Linked DNA regions of Mus musculus: regions 1, 2, 3, 4, 5 and 7 are each linked to region 6. A link is a contact called in public promoter capture Hi-C data. All regions are on one chromosome and are shown on one strand. The core of a region is the stretch at or near the end of the contact, and the rest is flanking DNA. Distances in the headings are between cores, read along the strand shown.

Region 1 (3,111 bases), core at 372-2,871, 1.3 Mb before region 6:
GGGCAGTGCTGGTTTACACTTTTTTTTTTTTTGGTTTTTCAAGACAAGGTTTCTCTGTGTAGCCCTGGCTGTCCTGGAACTCACTCTGTAGACCAGGCTGGCTTTGAACTCAGAAATCCGCCTGCCTCTGCCTCCCAAGTGCTGGGATTAAAGGCATGCACCACCACCATCCGGCTGGTTTACACTTTTAATCCCAGTGCTCGGGGAAGCAGAAGCAGGCAGATCTGAGTTCGAGGCCAGGCTAGTCTAAACTGAGTTTCAAGGCAACCAAGGCTACACAGAGAAACCCTGTCTCAAAAAACAAAAACACAAATCTTGAGATCAGACTGAAATGTACATATGCTTATAAAAGCCTTGAAGGTAAATGCCAGTAAATCCAAGGAGAAAAAAAGCCTTCAAAAGCTTGCAATAGGAAGATAGTGCTACAATAAGTTAAAACGTGCATGCTACTTAAAAGTCTTTGCCTGAAAGTTAAAAAAAAAAAAAAAAAAAAAACAGCAAACCCGGCAGTGGTAACAGACGCCTTTAATTACAATACTAGAGGCAGAGATAAAAGGATATCTTAGTTCGAAGCCAGCCTAGACTACAATGAGCTCCGGGAAAAAAAAAAAAAAAAGAGCAACGTAAGATAAACAAAAAACGAGTCATTTGTTCCTCAAAAACTACTACTAGACACACCGCAAGAGTATTTCCTCATCAAATGTTAAAACCACAGCAGTAAGAGGAAACGGACCGACACTTTCTAGGAACAGAAGACAAAGTATGGCAAATGCCCTTGAAAGCCCAACAAACAACTAAAAGCCCTCGGAATAAGCGCTGGGGAAACCTGGCAGGCAACCTTAGGTCAGACTCTGGGCGTCTGGACACCCACATACCTCTCTCCCCGTCCCCTCGCTACTGCATTGTACAAGTGGGAGGGGTTCCCGCCGAGCTCCGCCCCCTCCCCGGTCGGAGAGCCGGGAGGGTGCAAGTGGGAGGTGGCACGGAGCCGACCGAGGGAAAAGCCCGCCCAGGTGACTGAGGCTGGAGGCGGGGACACCGTTCCTGAAGGGGTCCGCCGGGCGGCATGGGAAAGAAGATGCCCCTCGTCCCGTGAGGGACAGAGACTTGGAGTGGAAGAGAGAGATTCAAAGAGCACCTCCTTTAGGTAGAGGCGAGCATCCCCTGCCCTCCACACCCCGGCGGAAGAGTTACTCTAAAGAGGCTTCTTTACAGGACGGGAGGAAGGAGCCGGAGGCCCCGCCCCCGGGCCCGGGCCCGGGCTCGGAAGGAGAGCCTCGTCAGGCCCCGGGCCCAGCCGCCTCGGTGGGCTCGCCCAGCCCCTCGCCGCCCGCAGCCGAAGCAGGTGCCGCCCCTCCCCCCAGCGCGGCGCCCACTCTCCCGCCCAGCGGGCCGCGCGCTCGCTCTCCTCGTGCCCCTGCCAGAGAGCCGGCCCCTTCCTAACCCCGCTCACCTTCGCGAGCGGCTCCGCCGCTTCTCCCCCCGACCCCTCCAGCGGCCACGGTTCTCACACACTGCCTCTGGTCCCGCACTCACTCTCCCTCACTCACTCACACACACACATATACACACACACAGCGCGACCACGGCTCCTGAGCGGCCCACATATTATGCGTCACTCGCAGGCTACGTACTGGTCGCGCGCGCACTCAGCGCGCGCGGGTGTGTAACGTTGGCGCGAGGCTCCGGAGCGGGGAAGGGGGAGGAGCCGAGGGACATCAAAGCGCTCCTGGGAAATGAAGTTTCCGCGTTTAAGGGCGGGGGAGGGATGATGGCGCTAGACCTACCATTAAGCACCACCTCAGCGCATTGACTTCTGGGATTCGTAGTTTTCTTTAAGGCGGAAGTGAAAAGTAAAGGAAGGAATAGATCTTTCTAAAAGCCCGGGCTGCCCGAATTTACTTAATTCTACCCTGTGTCATCTAAGGGCTCAGTAGGACACTGCCACATCAGGCTCGGAAGGATGCCAGGGTCAAAGAATGCATTTCACACAAATGTATTCAGAAACAACTGTACTCGTTAGAAATTCGTCGGTTTTCCTTTGTCTTTCTGTTAAAAACATATTCGACAGGAATCAAAAAACATCAGTTACCATGTATTATATGTGAGGCAGAAAAATGAAAGCCCTTTGGTGAAAACAACTAATCACGGAGGCCATCTAATTCAATTTATCAATTTTAGAGTTAAGGAAAATGAAACCCACAGTAAATGACTTGCCTAACTTCACAAACCAAAGGGAAGCTGCATCGGAAGGATCTGGTTTTGACCCAGCGATTCTGTGTGATAACATGGAAGATTACGATAACTCCACAATTGAGCAGAATCTTGACAAAACCTACCCAGACGTCAGGATTCATGCAACTCACTATTGTTCTTGGCATTCTGAGCGAGTTCTGTGCGTTTCCATAGAGCGATTACAGCCAATACGTTCTTGTGGAAATTATAAGACACTGTGGACCTCTTGTCATGATCAGATTCTACGGCTGTTACTAAGCCTGTATCAGAAGAGTGGTAGTGGCAGTGGCGCATGCCTTTAATCCCAGCACTTGGGAAACAGAGGCAGGCGGATCTCTGAGTTCAAGACCAGCCTGGTCTACAGAGTGAGTTCCAGGACAGCCAGGGCTACAGAGATTTCCCTCTGGAAAAAAAAAAAAAAAAAGCAGGAAGAGGAAGGGGAAGAAGAAGAGACAAAGAAAGAAAAGAAAGAAAAGCAAGCAAGCAAGCAAGCAAGCAAGCAAGCAAGCAAGCAAGCAAGCAAGCAAGCAAGCAAGAAAGAAAGAAAGAAAGAAAGAAAGAAAGAAAGAAAGAAAGAAAGAAAGAAAGAGAAAAGCAGCAGCCAGTATCTTAGGGCTTAAATCCACTACCACCCTACCCCCACCCACCTGAGCACTTCGTTCCTTCCTCACTCAATTATGTGCTTGGAGTAACAGCTGCTTGAAATACAAATTCTAGAGGGTGAATAGCAGTGCTACAGGCATATAACTTGTAATCACGCTCTTGCTACAACACAGCTTTCTCCTGTGCATCTGAAATCTTGTCTCTTGAGCTATAATGACCATTATTTATTTAGACTCTATAGCAGACTTGAATCAAATGGTTTTTTTTTTAAGA
Region 2 (3,219 bases), core at 147-2,646, 1.2 Mb after region 6:
CCCTTTGCCGTGCACTCTTCTTCTCAGCCTCCCACTGGGTGAAGATCATAATGGAACTATTTGATGGAGACTACAACTGGCAAAGAAAAGACCAAATGTCCCTCTAAATGCATAATCCTACCACACATACACAAATTCTTACTTCCCCATACCATAAGAACCACAGCTTTCCCACACACCGCCTTCCAGGGCTTCCTATGACCACACCGCGATACAACCGGGGCCGTCCAGGTAAATTTAATGAAAATGCTGAGGATGTTTTGGGCAAACCATTGTTCTCTCTCTGTCCTTGGGGCTGAAACATCACAGCGGGTCACTCCGCCCACATCACCTGCAGATTCTCACTGTGCCTCTCCGGCCGATGTTGTTTCCTGTATCGAGGAGACTGCCAGAATGAGAAAAAAAAAAAAAAAAACCAGGAAGCCAAGTTTCTTCAGTGCATACCATCTTTCATAGAGTCCCAGTGAGGTCATGGCTAGAGAGTCAAGGGCGTGTCTTCCTCAGAAGGAAAGGGTCATCACCGAAGTTCGAGACTGTCAACAGCAAAGCAGTGTGGGTTTCTTTGGCTTTGCTTGTTTGTTTTCTGCTTTCATTTGTTAAGGTATGTTATTAGCATGTTGGTTGCACGTCTTAATGGGTCTCACTGCGCCTTTTTCATACGTGTGCATAATGCATCTCTATCAAATTCACTTCCGTACCTATCTTACCCTCCCGCTCAAGTTAATCCCGATTGTCATATTGACAGATTGTCCCTTTGTTGCTATTTGGTTTTGATTTGTGACCCAAGGAGTTCAGTCACAGGAGCTGGGAGTCGGGGCGGAGGACGCTGTGAGCTTTTTGTGATTGCTTGTGTGTATTTTCTACAGGGCCTCCAAACCCAGCTTTGCGTTGCTGCGAATGATCCCAATGATCCCAGATGCCTTCAGGCATGAAGAGAAATCTTCTGTGTATCCTTGACCTCCCTCTCCTGCCACTTTAAAACACCTTTATTGGCTCCATGAGAGTTTAAGACCAGACACCGCGTTTGGCAGGGGAACGAGCTTCCTCCTGTCGATACATGCCCACTACTGAGGCTTCCTCACACACACACTGAGCTGAATCCTAAACCTTCCAGAGGCAGGGGGAATTTCTTCCCAAAGGCTATGCATCACCATCCGGCTGTGGAAAAGATAAAGATGTGCCCGGAAAGCAAAAGAGAAGGCTGGGCAGGAGCCTGAGGTCTTGAGTTACGCCTGCTCTGGCTCCTAATTGAAGTGGAGGAGGCTGCTCTGAAGAAACTCACAGACGACCTGGCATTATTTGCATGCTAAGCTCTGCCCCACCCTCCTTGCAATCCTAATAGGGAAGAATGTGGCTCCGCCTTCCTGTCAATCTTTTGATTAAATAGGCACTTCCCTCCCGAAGGCTTCTGAAGTGCAGCACCTCCTAAGGCTGCCCAAAGCAGCTCTCTCCCCGACCATGCGAGCCGTTCCTCTGCCCCTGAGCCGGACAGCAAGCCTCAGCCTTGGCTTCTTGCTCCTGCTTTCTCTCTGCCTGGACCCAGGCCAAGCCAAGGAGTTGAAGTTTGTGACATTGGTAAGTACACCTTTTCTCATTGTTTTTCCTGTTCCGAGAACACTTGGTTAAGTGTTGCCTTTCGTGTTTCCTCTCTGCTGTCTGCCTGAGGGCAGGCACTGTTCAGACTCAGAAAGTGAGGAGTCGCACGAGTTTGTTTTAAAGACAACAACAGTCTCACGTGCTATCGATGGTACTGTTCCTTTACAGCTGCCCTCAAGTCCAATGCCTTCGGACTGACAGGTTACTTCAGGAGAACAGGCAGCGTAGAGCACAGTTCAGATATTCAGGAGCTAGCCTGGCCTCTTTCCATTCAGTGATCATTAGTTCGCAAACCAAGGACCAGTCAGTTTCTGAAGTCAAGTCTCTCGTGTTTATCATGACTCTGGAACATATGCCTGTAGTTATGTGTTTGATAGCACAAAAGACAAACTGAACAGAGTTTCAGAGTGACTATCAGATAAAAGATTCAGTTGACCATTAAAACCATGATTTTCCGTGCATATGGTAACTGAGACAAGCCATGAAAAGAAGAGATCTGTGACTTGCCTGTTGTCAAGGAAAAAATTATATACAGTCGGGTGTTAAAAAAAAAAAACATATGGGAAAGGGCTGGAGAGATGGCTCCATGGTTAAGAGCACTGACTGCTCTTCCAGAGGTCCTGAGTTCAAATCCCAGCAACCACATGGTGGCTCACAACCGTCTGTTGGGATCTGATGCCCTCTTCTGGTGTGTCTGAAGACAGGTACTGTGTACTTATATACATAAAATCAATAAATAATTCTTTAAAAAAATATATGGGAAGTGCATTTTCAAAGTCAGGAGGATTCACCTCCTCTTCCTCCCTGCAAGAGAATTCCCAGAAACGATTTTCATGACTTAGAGAAGGACGCCTCTTAGTTTGCACTTAAATATGATGTTCCTTTCCTGCCAAGGTGAGGTACTCAGGAGATTCTTTTCTTTCTACAGAAAAAAAAATCTTTAATTTTACATAAATTATGATTCTTAGTACAGTAGATCTTTACCAGTCGTGAGTCAGGAACGAAATGGAAGAAAGACAAAGACCCATCAAGCCATTTGCCAGCTGTGTGGCTTTTGTGTCCATAAAGCAACAAGACACCCCCTACCTTCTGCAGGAACACCTATGCGAGTTATTCTTTCCCTTCCACGCATGGCATCCTTGCCAACAAGCTCCTTAGAAGAGGATAGGGACCGTGGCATTGTGGCTGTGTTCTGTTGGTCGTGCCATACTGGGCTCGGAAACAGCTGGCTTCAAGGCAACCTTCTTTGAGGCATTAGAGTGGCCCTCTGAGTCCCAGCCACAGCCCAGGTAACTTGCCTTGGCTGCCAAAGATTGTGGGTCTTCTTTCCCTCCTGTCTGCCTCTCCGGTCTCCGTTAAAATACGGTCAGTGGCCAGCTGGTAAATTCTTCCTTAAAGAAGAACCAAGCTACGAAGGTAGCTGTCTTACAACTCAAAAGTTAACCAACACTGTATAAAGCAAATGTTATGTTTTCTACCGCGGCTTCTAGGAATGTTAAACAATGGGCAATTTAATGCATCTTCCTTGGCCTTAGCAAAACATCTTCTCTCTGATGATATCAGCCAGAAGGTCTCATTTTCTTCTTTTGATTGATTGTAAAGACTATTGTATATAAATAGTAA
Region 3 (3,049 bases), core at 402-2,901, 1.5 Mb after region 6:
TGGAACTGCTGATCTGTGATCTGTGACATCTGTCTGTCAGTCCTCCCTGCACTGGCCTCTTTATCCTGCTAACCCCTTCTCCCTGCAATTCACATGGTTCTTAGTGGGCAGTGGTGCACATACATGACATCATACACGAGGGACACGCAAGTCCACTTTATAAGGGCAAGCACATTGGTCTCCCAGTAGAAAGTGAGGCGAGCAGGGAGCTGAGGGTGAGAACAGCTTCCCAGATAATATGCTAATAGCCCAGCAGATTCTGAAGGGCTTCATAGCTTATGGGAATGATGCCCTACTAGAAGGAAGGAGCCTTCTTTTACAAAAAAATCTGTGATGTTTATTTAAGTTCTGATGTGCCGGGAGCTCTTGGGCTGTCAGAGATCCCTCTCACAGAAAAGAAAGGTATAAACAAATGACCACCAGAGAGGCTCCGAACCCACGGCATATAGTCCCATATTTTTACTCCGAGAAGTTCTGCTTTACCTAGTATCCGAATGAATCAAAGGCGATCTGTTATAAGGCCTACAATAGCATTGCAGTAACTGTTTAGTCCATTAACTAAATGGACTAAGAGAGTTTGAGTACTCTCAGGGAAGACTTTTAATCACAACAGTTAAAAACCATAAAATCAGGAGGTTTCCAGAAAAATTCCTATCGTATCATTAAACCCCAGAATCTGCCGAACTTCGCGAAGAAAACTAACCCAAGAACTCCATTTTGGAGATACCTAAAACCGGGAGGAGTTTGTGTGTAGTTGCTCTGAGAAATTTTTCGACTTCAGGACTTGGGTTGATTCAACGTGTCTTAATGAATGAACCGTAAATTGAAAGGGGCAGGGGAAGATGCTGATAAGAAATTAGTTTACACTCAAATAATGATTCCACATAAAGGAGGAGCAGCTTTTGCACAATTTAGAAAACAACTTGGTTTGTAGCTGGGGTAGGATGGTGGTGCCACCAAGCGGCTGAGCGGTGCGCTCGGGTCTCAGTTTCCTCAGAGCCTCCCGCTTGCGACGCTCTCGGTCCCGCGTTACCTGCAGCTCCGCCCGCAGCCGCTTGTTCTCCGTGTCCAGCTTGGCCTCTCGGCGGCCCATGGACAGCAACTCCTGGTTCTTGCTGACCCGGAAGATCTCATACTCTTTCTTGAGCCGCTCGAACTCGGCCGCCGCATACTCTAGCTCGGGCACAGACGAGCCGGTGGACTTGAAGCTGGCGCCCAGCAGCCCGCCGCCCCCTGCCGCGCGAGGCAGCGACCCGGGCCCGGCTCCCGCGCCCCTGCGGAACGAGCTGCGCAGCAGGCGGGCCTTGGGTTTCACTTCCACCGGGATCTCGCAGGCCTCGCCGCCGCCTGCCCCGTACGTGTCCTCGATCACCTCCCCGCCAGTGGGACTCACCAGCGACGAGGCTGTGCCCATGATGCCCGCGGCCGGCTGAGGCTGAGAGTCGGCTGGGTGCCAGGAGGAGGCGGGACCAGGAGGGCGGGGCCTGTCAAGCGGGGCGGAGCGCCGCAGGGAGAAACCAAAATCAGAGAGGAGCGTGGCCAGGAGCAGGGAGGTGGCCGGGGCGTGGCCAGGCCTTAAGGGCGGGGCCTAGATGGTGGGGCGAGGTGCTGTAGAGGAGAGGGCGGAGTTTGGAGGGAAGAGCGGAGCAGTAAGTGAGCCGGGCCTGGTGATTGGGGAGAAGGGCGTAACGTGGCAACTAGAGGGGCGTGGTGTTGAAGAAGAGTGGCCGTCTTGAGAAGGGGCGGAGCCATACTTTCGGGGCGTGGCCGAGCAAGCTGGGGATGTTAAGGCTAACAGAGAGGGGTGGGACGTAGCAGCGAGAGGAGGTGTGGTCAGTTGAGAAGAGCAGTGCCCAGAGAGAGTGTCGGGCCAGATTTTAGGGTCGTAGCCCGGTAAGTGGGGCGTAAGGCAGCAGCAGAAGAAAGAGAAAACCAGTCAGAGAGTCGGAGAGGTGGTCCTGGCTGGACAACGAGAGGGGGAGTGGCCAGGAGTCCTGTGGGGCGGAGCCAGGCTTTGGGGGCGTGACCAGACACGCGGGGGCGTGCTCTTCTGAATGAGACCAGTAGAGGAGCTGGACAAGGGAGGGTTGAGAGAAATGAGACTCGGGAGGAGAGGAATGGGTATCACGGAGCTGGCGGCCCTGAGAACTTGCTTTGCAGGAGCAGGCGGCAGGACTGAGCTGGGCAAGCTGGGCGGTACCAGGAGATCCGGACATCCAGAAGGGAAGGTTCCAGACTAGGCCCAAACCTACAAGCTCTGCTCCCTCTGCGTGAACTTTGTCTCAGTGAGCAAGAACTAGATCACATACCCATCTGCCCCCGCTCTGCCGCAACTGTTTCTGTGGTCCTGACTAAAGGGCTCTTTTCTGGAGGCAGTTCAGTGCCTAGTGTGTCTCTCAGGAAACATGTAATAAATAATGCCAGCCAGGAAAGAACTTCGAAGCATCACCACTTGAACCCCCCCACCCCCGCGACCCTTCTCTCCCCCCACCCCCATCCTTGATAAGCTCAGGTTTTATAACGCCTGGCGATAAGGATGCCAGGGACCCTATTCTAGACGGAAGAAAATTGTTAAGTACAGGGTTTGCAGGAAGGGAACGCGTGCTACTGTTCCAAGTTGTCCTTGGTCTGCTAACTTATCTTCCTGCCCATCCCAGATTGGTACCCCAGGTTAGAGGGGACAGAAAAGTGAGCAGTGGCTTTGACTCAACACTGTTGTGAGCTGGGTGCTGGTAATCTTTATACTTGCCCTTTTCTTAGGCAGTCTCCGAATGCCAGCCACTCTCTCTGCCATCATCCTCATTACCGGGAGCCTCATTACCCAAGGGGGATATAATCTTATTCCAGTGCTTGCTTACTCCATCCCCAGCTGTAAGAAATCTGGTAGCATTTTAAGCATCAGTCCATGCAGAGCCTCCTTGGGCTGACCTAAGATAGTCTTTGGTGGCTCACTCCATCCACAGGCATCCCTAGGATTCTTGGAAAGCCAACTCTGAGATGTAGATAAGCAAGCAAGATGTCTACCAGAGAATGCTGGGTAGGTACCTGG
Region 4 (3,257 bases), core at 51-2,550, 1.7 Mb before region 6:
GCCTCACCTTTCACAGTGGTATAATTACAAGTGAGTGTCACTTGCATCAGAATAGTCTTATTTTAGCCCTGCTTTTCAATTAATGGCCATGAACTCACTGTTGAGTTGGGTGGAGTCTGAGAGGCCAGAAGGATGACTTTAGCCTAAAGCTTGACTGTGTGGGTCTATACGCTGACAGTCCTATGGGAGAAAGATTAGAGTTCTTGGATACAAATGGATACCTGAAATCTCAGCCAAAAGAAGAGGCTGGAGAAAATGGTGTTGGCTACTGCTCTCCCAGGAGACCTCTCTCTCTCTCTCTCTCTCTCTCTCTCTCTCTCTCTCTCTCTCCACACACACACACACACTTTAGAATAAAGCACAATAAAAATGTCACCATGTTGACTGCTGTACTAGTTTAGGCTTCCTGGATCCTGGACTAGAGATGCTGAGATGGGCTTTGAAGAATAAGACATCCAAGAGCGATAGCGAGGTATACAGTGCTGGTGACAAGAGATGTTTGGATATATGCTGGGTCTAAATATAGAGTCCAGAAGTTCCCAGTCTTTGCTCAGTAGTTGACAGTAGCGGGTCATAAGGTAATGTTGGTAGCTATCAGAGCGAATGAATTCTTAGGAGATGGAGGAATAAAGTTCTAGGAGGGAGTCAGACCTCAGGATGGCTGGAGGTGAAGACCTATGTCCCGCAGAGGCGGTGGCATAGGTCTGGGGTACACAACTAGATATAATTGGGAAAGGAAAGACTTCTTGAACATGAAGGCCGCTAAGCTTGTTCAGGCCACACACACACACCACAGCAGCCAAGTCAACAAAAGAACTCAGGAGGTGTTAGAAGCCTTGGCCTATATGCGGCATCCTAGGAGCCCAAGAACCCCCTGCACATCACTCAGTTCCTTTGAAGCGATGATCCCATTCTGCCAGCTTCTCCCTCCCGTTACTCCCTGAGCCCCGGGATGGCAGAAGAGGACCTTTCAGAGGATGTGGCTGTGATAGCAATGTGACAACGACATGAGTTTAATAACGATGTCCCCATTTTTACTGGTTCTCCTCTCTCTGACAAGAGGTGGAGCGGCCATCTCAGTACGCCTGGCATGAGACACCGTGGCCTTCCTCACGCAGGACCACGACCCCGTTCTGCGGTAGCTGCAGCCAAAGGCTCTGTTGGGGGGGGGGCGGAGGGAGTTGGCCTCCCGGGCCGGGCTATCCAATCCCTTCTCGCAGATTTCCCTCCGCTGGCCCGCAGCGGCGTCTCGTGGATTCGCGCGCGGGCTCGGGCGGGCGGCGCGAGCCCGGGTATTGCGAGCCCCCGCGCGCCAGGGAGCGGCGCATGCGCGGGCGTCCCGCGAGCCCGCTGAGGCGATCCGAGCCGCGGCGGCGCCGGGAAGCCAGCGACGGAGCTGTGAGGGACCGAACGGCGGCGCGGGGACGGTGGAGACGGACAGGTGGTGAGCCCTCGCCCGCGTCGCCAGGGGCTCCTCGGCCGCCCGTGGAGTCTCGCGGTCGGTCAGGACGTGGCATCCGGCGGTGGCGGTGGCATCCCGGACGGCCTGTGAGGGATGCGCCGCCTACTGCCCCGCGCCGCCTGACCGCCCCCGCCTTGCCTCGCGGTGCGCCACAGCCGGGCCCGCGGCCGCCCCTGCGGCCGTCCCCTGCGAGCTGTCACCCAGCCGCCGCGCCCGCGGGGCTGCGCCCGGCCCGGCCATGTGGACCCCCACGGAGGAGGAGAAATACGGCGTAGGTAGGTGAGGCTGGGGCCTGGCAGCGGCGGGGGCTCGGGGGCACGTGCCCAAGTCCCGGGCCCCGCCTCGATTGCTGCTGCCCCGGCTCCTCCGCCCCTGCCCGCACACTGTGCGGCCTCGGCGCGGGGCGGGTGCGGTACCAGCGCGGGGATGGGCCCGGGGCTCTGGGTGCGGGAGGGCGGCAGGGGGCGCTGGCGGTGCGGCCTCAGCAGGTGCGGCGGGCGGGCGGGCGGGCGGGCGAGCGGGAGGGGCCGCAAGGCCGGGGCAGTTGCGGGAGGTTTGTGATGTGAGGCGCTGGACAGTTTACCCAGGAAGATGCATCTTCAGCAGTCAAAACCTTGATTTTAGTGAATTTCTGCACCAAGGTTGATGAGCCCGATGGTTGTTTATTTTCCGATTGGAAGCTTACAAAAAAGGATGCAAAACGTTGACCTCATTCGCTCAGTCTAAAATGATGCAGATCTTTATTTTGCTTTAAGGGTTAGAAATAGTTCCTCTACTACTGTGGGAATTGTTTTGGACATACATCATTGTTAAAGTTTAGTGCATTTTGCTGACATTTTTTAAAAAAACAAATCTGTTTTCAAATGAGAACGATACTCCTTAGTTTCTTCTTAAACTGTTAGGTGAAACTCCCGAAGGTTAACGATTTCTTTTAATATTCCATTTCTTTAAAAAAAAATTCAGTTTTTAAGGGACTGAGTGTTTTATCTTTACAATGTTAGTATTTCGTGGCCAGCCACTTTACATCATTGTAAATAACCTATTGGATTTGGTTACAAATATTTAAAATGTGGAGTGTGCAGGGTTTTTTGTTCTTAGCTTGTAATGGAAAATTTTAGAAAATGTATAGGAAGTATATTGCTTAAAGGCAAATTATTATTTCAATCAATGCAACAGTTCTAACAGCATTTCCTTAATAATTCATTATAAAGAAACTTTGTAAACCGCAGTGGTTTTGTAAAGTGCAATCGTTTTGTAATACCATCAGGCAAGGTATGTAAAAATACTGTTTATAGTAGAGGGGCCCTCTATCTTCTTCTGAAAACTAACATTCTAAAGTTTATAATTAGCTATGCTACAGAGGACCTGGTAAAAGACCCCAAGTTCTAGAGTCTTTTGAAAAGGAATTAGGAAATGGTGCACAGGCCAGGATTCACCCCTAGGGACTCTTTTACCTTTTCTATTTAAAGCATTCCTTGAATACTAAGTTGCTACTGTGAAATGAGGAGTTGATGGTTCTTCTGCTATCAGAACTACTTAATTAGAATAACAAACAATCAGTGTGAAAGTGGTCAGCTGTCCAGTGGTACTTGATAAATTTTTCCCTTCTGGGGAGGAACTCTCAAGTAATGCTGATAGTGGGATTCAGAGTGCTGGCTTCTTTTTTACTGGTGCTTTGGGAAAATTATGTAAATAATTTTCTTAATGTGTAAATGAGGGCTCGTGTTAACATATCTTACAGGGTTGTGAAAACCAAACAAGTACACACTAAGTAGTTTGTAAATGTTAATCTCCC
Region 5 (3,318 bases), core at 288-2,787, 1.8 Mb before region 6:
GAACACATGCCAATAAGATGAGCCGAGCCAAGGGAGGCTGGGATACATGGGCTTGTTAAACAACTTGTTTCCCCAATACCCCAACACTGCTCCTGAGGTTCCCATGGGCCTTCAATTAAGGCAAAGTCAAAGAGGCTCTGGGGACCCAGAATGGAGAAGTGGGGGCACCCAAGAAAGGAAGGCAGGGTGCAGGGAACTGCCGAAGAGTCCGAAAATTCAGAGAATAAAAGAACATGGTAGGAACTACTAGGGAATACAGTCTTCTCAACAGCTCCATGAATGTCCTCTTCCTGGGACTCAGAGCTGCTTAGAGCAAGGGCATTTCAGCCTGGCCCCACCTTCCACCCTTCCTCACTTGGTACCATTCCCATGTCAGTTATAACAATTACTACTGGATCACAGATCTCCCTGGATTTGTCACACACACACACACACACACACACACACACACACACACACACACACACACCTCTCTTCTTGGGTTTTCCTGAATTCCTGACCGATCAGTGTTTGAAGGGGACGCTGAAAGCTAGGGTAAACAGGTGTTCCGAGTACACTCTACCGAAGCCAAGACTTTGTTTTATTAAAGCCCCACTTTCACCATGGTCCCATATTCCATGTCAACGGGAAACCTTGGAGAAGGCAGGCTGAAGTCTTTATCACACTGAGACATCAATCTGAGCTAAGAGACGGAGTGGGGTGCTCCTAAGGGGTGTTGTTTATTAGGCGCCGGCCTGGGAAGAGTCAAAGACCTCAGGCTGGCTTCCTAAGAACCTAATCGCTGACCTGGGACGGAGGAATGAACTTCTGAACACAGAGGGATCTAAGGGCTGGCTCAAGGTCACCGACAGGTACGGAGCCAGAAGGCTAGGTAAACTATGAGCTCAAATTGAGTCTAGACTTGTGAGCCCCGTCCTGGAGAACCTCTTACAGTTGGCGCTAGTGAAATCTCAGGAATGGGGGCTCCTCCCACCGTTCGCGGGCTCCGTTTCCCTATCCATACGAAGTGTGTGTGGGTATCCTAGGCACACCACTCGAAGTCCTTTAGCCCTCCATCACCTCCAGTCGGTCAAGCCCTCCCAAATCCCGCAGCTAACTCGAGGCCTGTGATCTTCCATATCTCCCGCATGGAGCCTAGGTAGGGAAAAAAACTGAGCTTACCCCTGTACGCAAAGGACCATGTCCCAGAGACAACGGCGGCTCGAGAGTCGGAGTTCGGCGGGATGGAAGGAGAAAGGAGCCAATGGGTGCCAGGGGTGCGAAGGTCAGGGTCCCGGGGCACACGGGCGGCGAGCAGGGACTGAAAGGCTGTGGTGCGAACAGCTTGGAAGGACGAGGGGGGACGGGCTGGGCCGGTGGGGCGGGGCCAGGCGCCTCCTAATCTTTTGTCCGCTGCGTCCCAGCCCTTCCCGGAAGCCTCATCTTCCTAGAACCGCGGGCTTTGCGGCGGCCCGGAGGGGAACGGGGGTGCAGGCGTCTAGTGCTTTGGACCGAGAAAGGAAACACCTTTGACAGATTTCCAAGAACTTTCCAGGAAAACTGGGCGGGAGCTCCTAGAGTTGACCAATCGTATCGCTGGACGTGAGACGAGCATCTAGACCGACCTATTGAAGTGCAGGGACCCTGAACTGACGTGCCCGAGTGGGGCGGGACCTAGAGACTAGTAGGCAAAAGACTGGGTTGGGGACAAGTTAAGAAGGAATGTGGATGCAACTGGAGACCAGATTGTCTTCCCTCTACTTCTTTGGGGATGGGTGCGCTTATCCCCCCCCCCCTAGAACTACAGCGCGGGGGCAGGGTCGGGCCGGTCCTCTTAGCCAGCCGCTTCTAGTTTATCGGACGTTGTCTCTGGCGGCCGTGGTCTCGCTTATTGCAGGACACTGTGTGAGAAGGTGGGTGGTGTGCTGTGAGATCTGGAGAAAGACTTAGGGAGAGGCCTGGAGCCCTGAAGAGGACGGAAGAACTAAGGAGGTCCACTGTGGCCACTACAGCTAAAAGAGTTCAGGTTACATCTAATCTTTTGTAATCAAATGATCTCATCCCTTCTTTGCCTAATCTCTGAGTGGACCGACAGTTGGGGAAATTACCCTCTTGAGTCAGTAAACAGAGATAGTCAGCTCCCAGACAGCCCTGTCGATGGCTTGTTTGTTTTTGTTTTAAAATTGAATTCAGACTACCTTGGAGCTCAGTTTGTAGACCAGGCTGGCCCCAAACTTCTGAGTACAGGTTTACAATGTGAACTTATAGGCTAAGTCACCATATCTGGTTTACCAAGGAGCTGTAGGGTCTATGTGATCTCCCTCCACATCCACGGTTCAGGATATGGGGAGATAAGATCTGGAGAACCAGTACACCCACTCCTTCCACACACGTCACACCACCCACGTTCCTCAGAAAGGGTAGCTATAAGATTCTTGGCAGCGATGACAGGCTTCTGGCAGTGTCTAGAATCTGAGTATAGTGACTGGGCTTTCCCCAGCCCAGGCTAGGCTCTGGGTGCCCCACCCAAGATAGAGAGCTAAAGATAAAACCCTGTGAAAAGGAAGGAGTTCTTAGGGAAGATAAGAGATTACTCCAAGGGACTCAGTTCCCCGTAGGTGCCCTGGAGGGGAAGTTAAGTGTAACCCAAGCAGGGCTCCCAGAATACAGCAAGAAGCCAGTTTCTTGGAATATGGGTAGGATGGAGTAGGAGTACTCTGAGAACATGGGATCCCTGTATGTATGCATACTAACTCTTCAGTAGAAACTGTCTGTTGCCGCTTTGCTATGAAGATACGGGGGATTTCACAGGTGTCATGCAACAGAGCTGTGGTTTTCTTTTTATTTACTTACCCTTTCCTTTCCTTTCCTTTCCTTTCCTTTCCTTTCCTTTCCTTTCCTTTCCTTTCCTTTCCTTTCCTTTCCTTTCCTTTCCTTTCCTTTCCTTTCCTTTCCTTTCCTTTCCTTTCCTTTCCTTTCCTTTCCTTTCCTTTCCTTTCCTTTTTTTCCGAGACAGGGTTTATTTATCTTTGTAGCCTTGGCTGTCCTGGAACTCACTATGTAGACCAGGCTGGCCTTGAACTCACAGAGATCTGCCTGCCTCTGCCTCCTGAGTGCTGGGATTAAAGATGTGTGCCACCACTGCCTGGCATGATTTTCTTTTTTAAATTGTGTGTGTGTGTGTGGTGTGTGTGGTGTGTGTGTGTGTGTGCGCGCACGTGTGTGTTTTCATGTGTTTGTAGCCACAGTATTCACACAGAGTCAGAGGATAACCTGAGGGAATTGAGGGAACCACTTCTCCCAGTCCACTCTGTGGGTCCCAGGGCCCAAAGTCAGGTT
Region 6 (3,044 bases), core at 283-2,782:
TTAGCTCCAGGTTCACTGAGAGGAGCCATCTCAAGGGAATAAGGCAGAAAGCCTTAGAGCAGGACATTAGTCCTCTAGCCTTATGGGACAGCATGGGTATGTACACTAGTATAAATATGCATGTGTGTGTGTGTGTGTGTGTGTGTGTATGTGTGCACGCGCACATGCACACATACACACACACATACATGCACACACAGTTGGGGTGGAGTGGGGGTAGAAGTGTGGCTCAGGACTTAGACGACAAACCCTGTGACCTCTATAGATCCCAAAGAAAATGAACTTTCAAATGTATAATTTCATATCCTTTAACACAACAGATCTCTTGTTGTGTTCTTCTTTACCCCCCTGCCCCCACCACCCCTTTTTCCTCTTTTGAAGGCATGAATCCTTTTTATAGTAGTTAGAAGTGTGCTTGTAACAGTTCCTCTCACAGATACTCAGGAGAAAGCCTCGGGGAAATTTAATGGTTCTGAGTTCAGCCTGTGGCTTTGCGATAAGGATTCAAGGCAAGAAGCCTTTTAACTCAGAAAAGAATCTGTTTGCAGCCATTGCCCAATAAATGCAAAGTGTCTGGTTACTGGCACGTAGCACAATGCACCACAGAACTCAATGAATGTCCACAGAGCTGGCCAACCCCATAATGTCCATGAAGGGGTGGTGTCTGTGTGTGAGTGTGTGTGTGTGTGTGTGTGATTTGCTTAGTTTTCAAACAGTGCTAGTCTTCTAACAGGGTCCACAGAATCAATACACTCATGGGAACTTGCAGAGACCAGGAAGCCTGCAGGGGTCTGCCCCAAGTCCTCTGCATGTATGTTATGGCTGAGTAGCTCCGGGTTCATGTGGAAATGCTAACATTGAGAGCTGGGTCTGTCCCAGACTCTTTTGCCTATGTGTGGGACCCTTTTCCTCCTCCTGGGGAGTGGGGAGGAGGAATGTGTGGGTGGAGGAGCTGGGAGGAGAGGAGAAACTGTGGTCAGGATGTAACATATGAGAGATGAATAAAAATAATAAAATAAGAACTCTAAAACAGCGTTTCTCAAGGCTGAAATGAATTGACACTTTTGAGCGGAGGCTCAGTTGAAGGTTGTTAGTGTGTGTTGGTAATGACAAGAAAGCTCAAAGGAAACTGGGAAAACCTCATGTCATGCCCTCTTAGAAAGAAAGAAAGAAAGAAAGAAAGAAAGAAAGAAAGAAAGAAAGAAAGAAAGAAAGAAAGAAAGAATCACCAGAAATACTGTCGGAAGAATTAAAATTAAACCTCACGAGAGTCCGTGGGTATGGAAAGTCACCCGCTAGCTAATATTAACATCGCTTGCAACAGAGCCTTGCTGCTCAAAATAGGACAGTCAGTCATATCGCTATCGCTGGGCTGTTTACATTCTTCGGGCCAGCCCTGAACTTCTTCCTGCCTCTGGCTCCTGGGCATTGCAGTTCTGGAGGTTTCTAGATGACCCGCCTCCCTCAGCTGTCTCTAGGAACTTCCACTCAAAGGGGGAGCTATAAGATTGACACCTGCTCGGTTTGCAGCAAAGTGGTGGCACTTCAAAGGAGCGGCTAGGCAGCAGAGACTAAGTGTCTAGGTCGCATTTGGTCGCTGTCAGGGAGGGGCAGACAAGGACCCTCGGGTTTCCCCTCAGTATGGAGAACTTATTGCCTCCGTCCGGATTTTCTTACTTGAAAAAGTATCCTCTCCACTCTATTCGGAAATATTTATCAACGCTGAGAAGCCAAAGGGCCGAAGAGCAGGTACTATTTTGTTTGTGCTAACTTTAAAAATAACTGGTGCTTATTTCTGGGTGTGGCCTGTCGAAGCTTGGGGAATGTTTCTCTGCTGGCTTACTGGTGTTCATAGGCAGAGGTCAGATCCAGCCTGTAGTTACTCGAGCTTGGCAGTCAGAGGAGCCTGCCGCTTGTGAGGGGTTACTTGGCTGTGGAACGTTTGGGTCCTGAGATAAATTATGCAAATGTTCTGGGTGTGTGTGTTTGACACTTATTTTGCTTTCTTCCGTTATCTAGATGAACCTACCATACTACGGAGGTGACTCTTTGATACTTTGATCATTTTTTCAGTGTTTCGAAGACAAATTCTGAAACCGTTCGTAGCTCAATAGATGAAGCAGTATACCCTAGAAACACACTTATTTTCTTGCATGTTTCTGTGATTATTTTAATGTCACTAGGATTTGCAAAATGAAGGTTATCTGTGTGGCTATAATCAGATCATTAGTGGGCTGATAAGATCATTTGGATATAATAGGTGATTCTTATATGTGGTGCATAGGGGACAGAGCACAATAATTATTAATCCTTTTAGCCAATTGAAAGCTACAGTTTCCAACAGGAAGTTCTAGCATGTGGGTATAGACGCATCTTAATAAGCCTGTTTAAAATGTCTGGTTATTTCATTTAAAAACATGTGTGTTCATTACATTGATTACATTATACATTGATATCTAAAAACTGCTTTCGTAATTGCACTGGATTAGAGAGAGAACAATGTGTGGCCCATTTAAATCCAGGAGCTCATTTAGAAGCTTGGCAACGGACTAGAAATATGAAAGACAGGTCTGTCACCACATAGAAGATGACCAGCCACAAGCGCTCTGCCCTGTGCTCTCTCTAGAACGGCAGAGCCAGGCGACAGATATTGCCAGTGTCCTGTTCTTTTTTCCTCCGTGGTAGAAAATGACCCAGTTAGTAAGAGGCTTCCCAGAAATGGAAGCAGAGGGCAGCAGAAGGAAACCCTTTGGTGACCCCTTTTCCCCAAAGCTCATGCCTCATTTGAAAAAAAAAAAAAAAAACAAAAACCAAAAAACAAAATACCTGACAGATCATTAGGATTATCAAGGAAACTGCATCTTAAAATCTTAAATGATTTTGACTAGTGCTAGAGACTCAGGCTCTCTGCATTAAGGGAGCTAGGTTGCCCCATTTACCTCTCGCTCAGTTTCAGGGTAACACTCGGTGAGAAACATTTCTGTCTCCTCTCGGCATGCCTTGGTTTTGAAGTAGAAAATGGGAGAACCACATGGTGGTGCCCA
Region 7 (2,966 bases), core at 284-2,783, 1.3 Mb before region 6:
TCTCCTACTGTTGCCTTCTAGGTTCAATTTGAATTTCCAAAAAGCCTAATCCGTTTTTAATTTCACGAGGAAAACAAAGAAAACTTTCAAAAATAGATCCACTTGACTATTAGCAAGGAAGACCAGCTCTTTTGGGGGGGGGGAGTTGGTTTTTTGAGACAGGGTTTCTCTATGTAGCCCTGGCTGTCCTGGAACTCACTCTGTAGACCAGGCTGGCCTCAAACTCAGAAATCCACCTGCCTCTGCCTCCCAAGTGCTGGGATTAAAGGCGTGCGCCACCACTGCCCAGCTCTTTTAAGTTTATTTGAATGAAGAGCCATCAATAGCCATCTATATGTTTCAGAACAGTGGCTTCCTGAGAGGAAAGAATAGAAGAAACTTCTATCACGGGGAGGGAGGGGGGAACGGGACGGCGGTGGGGGAGGGCGGGGAGCCATTGTTGGCTCCTGTTACTCCAAGCTCAGTTATGAAAGAGAAATAAGTTCTTCATATAAGCTCACTTATGTGAAGAGAGATAATAAGTAAGGCTCCTTTAGAGTCTCTGGTCTCATTTTTGTCCCTCTGGTCATTTATAGGGCTATTATCTGTACATATTTAAACTTTTGTAATTTGAGAGATGGTTCTAATAACTGGACTGGTGCCACATGCCTTTAATTCAAGAACTTGAGAGGTAGAGGCAGGTGGATTTCTGAGAAACCCTGTCTCGAAAAACCAAAACAACAACAACAAAAACCAATAATGAACCTAACAAACAAAAAAAACTTAAAAAAAAAAAAAACCAGACCCACATACCCAATATTTTCATCTTTCGCTCATATTCACTTTGGCGGTGGTGGGGGTTGCGGGTGGAGAGCCAAGGTAATGTAGTGGAAAGAGACAACAATACAGCTCATAAGAAAGTGGAGCATAACAATCTCCAACTTCAGGGAGAAACCTACGTTTGAGTGCGATCCCCCCTCCGCAGTACTCCCCCCTCCCAACTCGGCCGTCGCCTCTGCTAGTTTTCTGGAGACAGCTGCAGTCAACAGGAACCACGGACAGGTAGGGAGGAAGGGAGGAAGACCGAGAATTACAATGGCATGCATCAATTCAAGGAAGAACAACTTTTGTTGGAAGCTACAGCTGTAGTAGCATTGACTTTTGACAGCACCCTCAACGAATTTACACCTCATATCCGCACTATCTCGTTCCCGGTATGTTTTGACGTAATACCAAATTGAGAAGTGTAGGAGCTCAGGCTCATTTGTACTGATAAGTGTGTGTTTTTGGTAGTTAGTAAAATCCATTCAGTTGGCTCTACCAGTTCCAGGCAGGTTCTAGCATGGGATTGTTTTTGTTTTCGATTTTGTTTTATTTCTTATTTTATTTTTTTAGTCTCACTTATTCATGAAAAGGTCCTCTGTAGTAAATACACCTTACTCACCCAAGAATCGCCGTTTAGTGTCTTTCCCTGGGAAAGAACAACAGGACTCACAGCGGAACTTTGCTGCGGGTGGCTTGTGTTCCCGCCCGGGTGGCCGGGTGAGAGGGCCGGGAGGGGGAAGCTTTCTGGCGCGGACCGCGAGCGGAGGCTGAGAGCGCCGCCGCCGGAGAAGACCGACCCTCGGCCAGAGCCAGCCTGCGGCGCCCGGGCCTGGCTGGCTGCTTCCCGCCTCAGCCGCTTCTCCGGCTCCCGCCGCCGCAGACACTGTCCAAGAGGGTGCGGCAGAACGCGAGGTCCTACGGCCCAGCCCGGTCCGGTGCGGCCCGGATCCGTGGCACGGGAGGTGAGAGCCCCTGCGGTCCCCTTACTCCCTGCCGGGGCCGCTGGGACCCGCAACAATGGGGACGCGGCCAGAGTCCCCGGCGTGCAGCAGCCTGGGGTAGCAAGCTACTCCTGGCGGCTTGGGCCTTGGGGGGAGCTGCGTCCGACCTGGGAAACTCCAGTGACTGTAGGCTTGGAGGGGGTCTTGGCATCCACCCGGGACTTCAGTGGCTTGATATTTTGGGATTTCGTTGTCAAGGAAGGCAGTCGTAATTACCGAGACTGAACTACAGTGGCTATGCGCTCCTGATGTTATATTATAACACCGGCAAACCGTGCCGTGGTTTGAGGGAGAGGGATTGTGGTTCGAATTTTAGGGACCCCTGTGGCTTGGTCCCTAGTGGACATAGGTGTGGGTCTCTGAACTCCCTCGGGCCGTCTGAGAATTTGTTAGGCTGAGTCGGGTTTGGGGAGAAGAGGCATGGAGAGTTTAGCTTCTCTGAGGTAATTGGTGAGTAGTTCCTGGAAAGGCACGAGCTTAGTTGGGCACAAAAGAGTTGAGCTAGGAGCTAGATGGATCCTTCACGGCTAAGATGTATCCGAGTTAAGAGTGGTTCTCAGGTAGGAAACTTGTCACAGGAGTAGTGTTAGCTGCATTGGGTTAGGAAAAGGCCGATGCGAGCTGGGGAGGGAGGGAGAAGATGGCCGGCAGCTTCTGGGGTCGAAGAATTGGCTTTATGTGGGTCATGGTGGCTGTCTGGGAGTAGAACAAGAGCACTTTGCAGAGTGGGCTTCCTGCTAGAGAATGACCTCTTACTGCGGGGGAGTGTGTGACTCAGATCTGTTAGATTACTGCTCTTGCTGGCGGATGTGGCTGACTGTTGATGCCTGGACTTTGAAGCTGGAATGGGTATTTGGGGGGGCTTAATGAATTTGTTCTAGAGGAGAGGACAGTGTGGACCTTTCCTTCTTACTCCAAAGTCAGTGTGGTGGCTGTCGCCGGCAGTCATTTAAGTAACAAATTTCTTAATGGTATTTGACTTTAAAGCTTTTCTCTGTTCATTTTTTCCCCCTTTGCCCTCTTTTTTGAATTGTGACTCATATTTTGTTTTTAGCACTGTGGCTATTGTTTGTAATGATCCACAAACCTAGACCCCATAGTATGTTGTAATTCTTGGAGCTTTCAGTACAATTCTTCTAAGCCCAAACTAATGTAAAAGGC

Evidence for each region. Promoter capture Hi-C pulls out the DNA fragments that hold promoters and counts their contacts.
Region 1: a contact with region 6 is called in a promoter capture Hi-C map of liver, with 3 times the contacts expected there. The contact joins the promoter of Dcaf1 here to the promoter of Atp2c1 in region 6. A contact is called at or near these places in 1 of 39 promoter capture datasets (liver) and 1 of 115 datasets of contacts at active chromatin or transcription factors (microglia).
Region 2: a promoter capture Hi-C map of neutrophils shows a contact between it and region 6, with 5 times the contacts expected there. The contact joins the promoter of Acpp here to the promoter of Atp2c1 in region 6. A contact is called at or near these places in 9 of 39 promoter capture datasets (the 3T3-L1 cell line, the HPC-7 cell line, cranial neural crest and 5 more) and 2 of 9 other capture datasets (adipose tissue and embryonic stem cells).
Region 3: a contact with region 6 is called in a promoter capture Hi-C map of liver, with 6 times the contacts expected there. The contact joins the promoter of Nphp3 here to the promoter of Atp2c1 in region 6. A contact is called at or near these places in 3 of 39 promoter capture datasets (liver and neutrophils) and 1 of 9 other capture datasets (liver).
Region 4: a contact with region 6 is called in a promoter capture Hi-C map of liver, with 4 times the contacts expected there. The contact joins the promoter of Dock3 here to the promoter of Atp2c1 in region 6. A contact is called at or near these places in 2 of 39 promoter capture datasets (both in liver).
Region 5: a contact with region 6 is called in a promoter capture Hi-C map of liver, with 3 times the contacts expected there. The contact joins the promoter of Cish here to the promoter of Atp2c1 in region 6. A contact is called at or near these places in 3 of 39 promoter capture datasets (hippocampal neurons and liver).
Region 7: a promoter capture Hi-C map of pre-B cells shows a contact between it and region 6, with 2.4 times the contacts expected there. The contact joins the promoter of Rad54l2 here to the promoter of Atp2c1 in region 6.

What each region holds. Positions count from the first base shown.
Region 1 is chr9:106,820,434-106,823,544 of GRCm38.p6, reverse strand. Dcaf1 (DDB1 and CUL4 associated factor 1) reads right to left here and starts at 1,621. Exons shown (of 24, transcript NM_001373930.1): 1 at 1,454-1,621.
Region 2 is chr9:104,335,899-104,339,117 of GRCm38.p6, reverse strand. It overlaps Acpp (acid phosphatase, prostate), which reads left to right and starts at 1,396. Exons shown (of 11, transcript NM_207668.2): 1 at 1,396-1,575. The coding sequence starts at 1,459.
Region 3 is chr9:104,001,146-104,004,194 of GRCm38.p6, reverse strand. It overlaps Nphp3 (nephronophthisis 3 (adolescent)), which reads right to left and starts at 1,651. Exons shown (of 27, transcript NM_028721.3): 1 at 1,034-1,651. The coding sequence starts at 1,414. It overlaps Gm33054 (predicted gene, 33054), which reads left to right and starts at 1,836. Exons shown (of 2, transcript NR_168653.1): 1 at 1,836-1,893; 2 at 2,161-2,435.
Region 4 is chr9:107,229,952-107,233,208 of GRCm38.p6, reverse strand. Dock3 (dedicator of cyto-kinesis 3) reads left to right here and starts at 1,300. Exons shown (of 53, transcript NM_153413.2): 1 at 1,300-1,737. The coding sequence starts at 1,701.
Region 5 is chr9:107,294,878-107,298,195 of GRCm38.p6, reverse strand. Cish (cytokine inducible SH2-containing protein) reads right to left here and starts at 1,537. Exons shown (of 3, transcript NM_009895.4): 1 at 1,162-1,537. The coding sequence starts at 1,181.
Region 6 is chr9:105,519,745-105,522,788 of GRCm38.p6, reverse strand. It overlaps Atp2c1 (ATPase, Ca++-sequestering), which reads left to right and starts at 1,532. Exons shown (of 27, transcript NM_001253831.1): 1 at 1,532-1,749. The coding sequence starts at 1,642.
Region 7 is chr9:106,787,780-106,790,745 of GRCm38.p6, reverse strand. Rad54l2 (RAD54 like 2 (S. cerevisiae)) reads left to right here and starts at 1,533. Exons shown (of 22, transcript NM_030730.2): 1 at 1,533-1,766.